2 separate regions of the Ovis aries genome follow, and region 1 is linked to region 2. The links are chromatin contacts, called in public Hi-C maps. All regions are on one chromosome and are shown on one strand. The core of a region is the stretch at or near the end of the contact, and the rest is flanking DNA. Distances in the headings are between cores, read along the strand shown.

Region 1 (2,987 bases), core at 164-2,663, 170 kb before region 2:
GAATTTTTATACTGGGGAGTTGGGTGCATTTGGTTGGAGGGGGACCAGGAGCCGGTTTCAGGCTGCAGCAGTATAGCAAGCACCCCGTTTTTATTTAACTTCGGTTGTTTACTTCCAGTAGGGATGGTGGAACTAGTGGAGATTTTGGGGGTACTAAGCACTCGCTCGAGCCACGCCGTCAGACGCCAGTTTAAAGAAGAGCCAAAGGTTAGACACTGGAGAGCTCCTTACTCCGAGGGGGCGGCTCCGCTCCTGCCGAGCTTGGTTGGCGGGGAGGCTAAGCCTCGCGTCTCGGGCGTGCCCAGCTCTCATTGGGGCGGGACCAGGACTGGGCCGGGGAGAGGGCTGGCGGGTACCCGGCTTCCGCGGTGTGGTCTGCCGGGGAGGGGCGGGGTCTGCAGAGATGCTGTGTCCCTGGCGTGGCGCGGGGACAATTAGAGGCCGCTTCGCTTAGCGACGCCAGCGAGAGCCCGGGGGCGGGGAGCGCACGCTCGCAAACCTAAAAGACCAGACCTCACTTTTGTCATTTGGAAAACAGGGCCTGGTTAACCGGCCCTGGCCGAGAGCGGAACTGTAGGTGGGCGGGGCTTTGGTGAGCCGCGGTAGAGAGGTTCAGCGAGAGACTCGGGGCGAAATTGCAGCCCAGTCTGGCCGCGGCGGAGCGCAGGGCATTTCTTTGGTGGGGGCTTATGAACTGCGAAACAATGCTGGTCCACTTACTGCCATCCTCCAACGATGCTCTAGGAAAAAGACACACACACCACCATCCCCTTTCTTCCAGACCCCGTCCTATCATCACAGACCCCGCGTACAAGACTGTCCGATATCGGCTCAAACTGCTGTGCACCTACACTGGGGCTTGGGTGTGCCGCCACGGCTTAAAAAAAATAAAAAACCTGCACAAAGAATAAGGTCTCATTTGCTTCTTCCACATAACCGGTAGTTGGGACCGTCTGCTCGAGTCTCCGTGATCTTTAGCGCCCTCCTGGGCCCCGGAGCCAGGCGTTGCGCTCAAGCCCCGCCTGGTTTTCACGGAGGCGACAGCGAAACAATGCCCTCTTCCCGGCGCGCAGGAAGGGACAGACAGGCACCGGCGGGGTTGGGGCTCCAGCTTTGGGCTCTCGGAGCTGTCCGCCACGGGCTGGGCCCCCGTAGCGTCTTTAGGGCCTACGTGCGACGCGACACGGTGGGAGGGCGGACCGCGGTCAAGGACTTCCCCTCGACCCTAGAGGAACCAGGTTCTGCCGCTGCTCCTCGGAGCCGTACAGAGAAGACAGGTCCTCCAGAGCCTTCGAGTCGGGGGTTAGAGCGGCCTCGGGGCTGAGCCAGGTCTAGCCCGGGCTGAGGACGGCTGCGTCACGGGAGGGGCGGGGCTGCCACGGGCGGAGGCCGGAGCCGGAAGCGGAAGAGGCGCTCGGAGCGGGGAGTGGGGCCTAGCAGCAGCTTGAGCCTGGGAGACCGTGAGTGTGGGGCCCGGGCCCGCGACGGGAGCAGTGGAGGGCGGTGAGTCGGCGGGGAGGGCGCGCTAGGGGTGGGTCCCGGGGCTCTTGGTTCGGTCTCGGGCTACTCCCTTTCGTTTTCTTCTCGGCCCTCCTCAGGCCGCTGCCCCGACCTCTCACCCCTGACCCGCCGCTTCTTCCCCAGAGGGTGATTACCACAGACCCCGACCGCTCGCTCCCGCGAGTCGGCGTCCGAGCGTGAGAGGCCTGAGGCCCCTGCAGAGATCCATTCAGTTTTGGCCCTGTAGCCTGCCCGCGGAATGGGGTCGGGGCCCTACCTGGAATACCCTGGAGGGGCTTTCAGACCCTCCCCTCCCCCTGGCTCGAGGCTTAGTTCGCAGACACCTTCCCCGCGCGGCTTGGAGTTTGATTCGAGCCCAAGCTGGCCTGCCTCCCCCCACCCCCCACCCGCCCACCCCAGGTCGCCCCTCGCATCCACTGGCGGCGGTTACGGGGGACGGGGCTCTGAGATCTCTGGGACCCGAGCGACAGGAAGGGACGCGAGCGAGGGCCGCAGGCCCCCTGCTTGTTTTGTTGTGATGATGGATCCGCTCCAGCACTGAGGAGGGGCCAGGCCCAGCTGACAGTACAAATGCCCGGGCTGCTCCTCGCTCCGGGAGTCTCTGTGCTTTAGTTCCGGGTGCGGGTGTCCTGGCGTAGGGCTGGGGTGGGAATCGCCTGAGCCAGGGCTCCGTCGAAGCGGAGTTGGCAGCCTTCCAGCTTCCCTCCTCCATGCCCTTGAAAAGGAGGAGCGTTTCACCCGGTGGTGGCGGCTTGCAAGGTGGCAGGTTTGAGGTTGCAGTGGTGGGGCAGCGTCAGCCAAAAATAACCGTGGGGCGCTGGGGTGGCAGGGATCCGGGCGGGCAGCCGCTGACCTGGCTGGCTGCTCTTCTTGTCAGCCCAGTTCTCTGGCCAGGAGCAGCAAATGAGATGTAAGCTTGTGCTCAGAAAAAAGCTGGCATCCTCTGCCTGGTTTTCTTCGCATTACCTTTTTCTTCATTGTGCAGAGCAGAGCCTTCCAGAGCATAATTGTGGCCCTTACCTTCTTTTAACAATCTGTTTGCAGAGGTCTAAGAATTAGAGATAATTGACGAGAAATGGGCCCTAGAGCCCTAGCTGGAAATAATGAGCATCTGGTATTTCCAATATTTCAGCTGCCTAGAATGTGTTAAAGGAAGTTATATTCTCTATGATTGCCTTGTGTGTGGTGTTTTATATAGCTCTTATACTTGTCCTCTCCTTTGCCAAGTTGGCTGGGAGGTCGTGTTATCTCCTTTTTCCAGATACGGTAACCAAGGCCCAGAGTGACTTGTAAGAGGTTAAGAGACCAGTAAGCAGCAGCACTGGGATTTTGTTCAGGGTTTTCTACCCAGAGCTCTCTGCCCTATGGTTCCTTGGAAGGGACTTTTAAAATGTCCTTAGGTGGCGCTAGTGGTAAAGAACCCGCCTGCCAATGCAGGAGATGTAAGAGATGCAGGTTCCATCCCT
Region 2 (2,900 bases), core at 272-2,771:
GAGGGACTGGTGACAAAACTGAAATGAGGGATCCTCACAGCCCTTTCTGGAGAAGGCAGTGGCCCCCCCACTCCAGTACTCTTGCCTGGAAAATCCTATGGACAGAGGAGCCTGGTAGGCTGCAGTCCATGGGGTCACTAAGAGTCGGACACGACTGAGCGACTTCACTTTCACCTTTCACTTTCATGCGCTGGAGAAGGAAATGGCAACCCACTCCAGTGTTCTTGCCTAGAGAACCCCAGGGATGGGAGAGCCTGGTGGACTGCCGTCTCTGGGGTCGCACAGAGTCGGACATGACTGAAGTGACTTAGCAGCAGCAGCAGCACAGCCCTTTCCCATTTTGCCAGCTGCTTCAGTGGGGGAGGGGAGATGTCAGGGTGACCCTTCTCAAACCTTTTGCAGAGCTGCTGAAGTGCTTTCCTTTAGGCTGAGGGGTGGCTCCATCCAGTCCCACTTTATCATTCCGTCTTGACCTCAGAGGAAAGAAAGGGAAACCAACCAAACTGAGTGCCCTCCCCACCTCCCCCACCCCAAGGCCTTTATCTTGCTGAATCTGCACCATCTCTCTCTCTCTCTTTTTTTTTTTTTTTCTCACCAACTCTTGCAAGAGAGGTGCATTTTGAACTTGATCTTATGGAGGAGGAAACTGAGCTCAGAGACATTAAGTAACTAGACCAAGGTCACACAACTAGGAAGTGGTTCAGCTGAGATTTAACTTTACTGTGAGAACCCCAAATCCATGCTTTTTTCCTATTACACCACAGCTGTCTCTAAGACTTACTGGACATCTCCTCAAAGGGCAGTGGTGTGACTACATTTACTTCCCTCCTTGCAGGGCTGGCTTCTTACTGGAAATTGGCCCAGGGGTGCATTCGGTCAGAGAGCCATCCTGTAGTTTGTCCGGGGAGGCACACCCAGCTCAGCCCTTTGCAATGTACAACCACACTGTCTTCTCAGCTGGCTCTCCCACAAGACCCTTGACTGTCCTTCTCACTCCTGAATCCCTCACTTCTCTTGAATTTCACCTCCTGTACACCTCCTTTCCCCATCACAGAATGGCCTTCTCCTGCGCCCATCCAACCCTGAACCTCCCTTCAGGACCCAGTCCCTAGGAAGTGCCCTGCCTCCCACCTACACTGGAGTCTCTGGTCTCTCCTCCATCCTCACCGCCCCCCCTCACCCCCAACTCTACACTCCCCCCTCACACACACACACACGCTCATTGTCTGCTCCTGAGCTCAGAGCCCATCACACTCTGTCCTTCATTAACAATAATATATAGGAAGAAATGATACCTAGCTAAGGGCTGACTAAGTGCCTGCCACTGCACACTAAGCACTTTAGACATATTAACTCATTTCCTCCCCCATGGAACCTTAAGAAGTTGGTGCTATTACTTTCCCCATTTGGTAAACTAGAGCACAGAGAGGTTAAGTAACTTTCCCAGGGTCACATAGTCACTGACAACTTCCTCATTGCCTCCAGGCTGAAAACAAAGTCCAAGAAAGTCCCATAAGGCCTTTTGGATTTCTCTGTGCTCTGTGGCTTGAGGGGACCCCATCTCCCACGACTTAACAGGACCTACCCTGCAAACTTGCAGCCATACTGAGCCATTTACAGTTCCCAGAGCCGTCAGGGGGCTTCCCTGGTGACTCAGACAGTAAAGAATCTGCCTGCAATGCAGGAGACCGGGGTTCCATCCCTGGGTTGGGAAGATGCCCTGGAGGAGGGCACGGCAACCCCTCTCCTGCATTCTTGCCTGGAGAATCCCCATGGACAGAGGAGTCTGGTGGGCTACAGTCCACAGATCGCAAAGAGTCGACAAGACTGAGCCCAGCACAGAGGGGTCAAGCGCTTCCACCTCCCCCGACCTTTGCCCATGCTTATTCCTTCTGCCTAAAGTCCCAGCTCTATCAAGTCTCCCCTTTGGCCCTCCCCTCTTTTCTGCTTCCTGTGGGCCTTGTACACCCCTTCTTCACTTCTGTCAACTCTTTCCTAGCGCTTGACTGTTGGCCTGTCGGTGCTAGGAACTCCTTGACAGCCACCAAGCGGCCCGGCGGGTAGACTCCAGAACAGGGCCTGTCACACTGGCAGCGCCAGGAAATCCTTGCGAACGGATGAATGCTCCTGCGGGTGAGGGTCCTTGTGCACAAACAGATCCGAGCAGAGGGCCCGAGGCCTGGCCTCCGTCGCTTGTACATCGGGGAAGGCTTGGAGGCTGCTCCAAGGCGGGCTGGCCGGACCTCCCTGAGGGACCTTCGGGAGCCTCCAACGCGGGCGGGCAGGCGGGGGCAGGGCGCGCGCGCGGACACACCCCCCGCAGTGTCCCCGGCGCCCGGCAGGGGGCGCTGCTCCGTCGGCCCACGCCCCGCCGCGCGCCGGGCCGGCTCCCTCGCGCAGGCGCGGTGCCGCGGGCGGAGGATCCGGGCCGCGCTTCCTCTCGCCAGGCCTGCGAGCTTCCTCCCAGCGGAGCCCAGGGCGAGCCGAGCTTGGCCGCTGCTGCCGCCGCCGCCGCCGCCGCCGCGACCGCCGCCGCCCTCCCGCTCTCGCCCCAGCCCGCACCCCGCGCGGAGGTCTTGCTGGGGTGGGGTCCGAGCGGGGCGGTCTCCCGGCCGCGCCGCCGTCGGGGCCACCCCCCCGCCCCCCCGGCCAGCGGTCCCTCCCGCCCCAGCCAGCCTGTGGCCGCCGGAGCCTCCGGGGCGTGGAACGCGGGGACCTTCTGCGGCGCCCCGAACCAGCGTCCGGGGCCGCCCCGGGCAGCCGGCGCGACGTCCCCGCATCGAGCCTCGGTGGCGGCGTTCGGAAGCGGAACTCTGCCGGGGCCGCGCCGGCTACATTGTTTCCTCCCCCCCGACTCCCTCCCGCCCCCTCTCCCCCGCCTTTCTTCCCTCCCCGACCCG

Evidence for each region. Hi-C and Micro-C count contacts between places; a contact is called where the count stands out from the background.
Region 1: a contact with region 2 is called in a Hi-C map of liver, with 6 times the contacts expected there. The contact joins the promoter of CLK3 here to the promoter of CSK in region 2. A contact is called at or near these places in 3 of 16 Hi-C or Micro-C datasets (blood, hypothalamus and liver).

The regions. Positions count from the first base shown.
Region 1 is chr18:31,725,223-31,728,209 of ARS-UI_Ramb_v3.0, reverse strand. CLK3 (CDC like kinase 3) reads left to right here and starts at 1,413. Exons shown (of 13, transcript XM_027957185.3): 1 at 1,413-1,503. It overlaps LOC132658085 (a long non-coding RNA gene), which reads right to left and starts at 1,360. Exons shown (of 2, transcript XR_009597096.1): 1 at 721-1,360.
Region 2 is chr18:31,552,277-31,555,176 of ARS-UI_Ramb_v3.0, reverse strand. CSK (C-terminal Src kinase) reads left to right here and starts at 1,521. Exons shown (of 13, transcript XM_042235240.1): 1 at 1,521-2,900. The coding sequence starts at 2,118. LOC132658084 (a long non-coding RNA gene) reads right to left here and starts at 1,447. Exons shown (of 3, transcript XR_009597095.1): 1 at 394-1,447.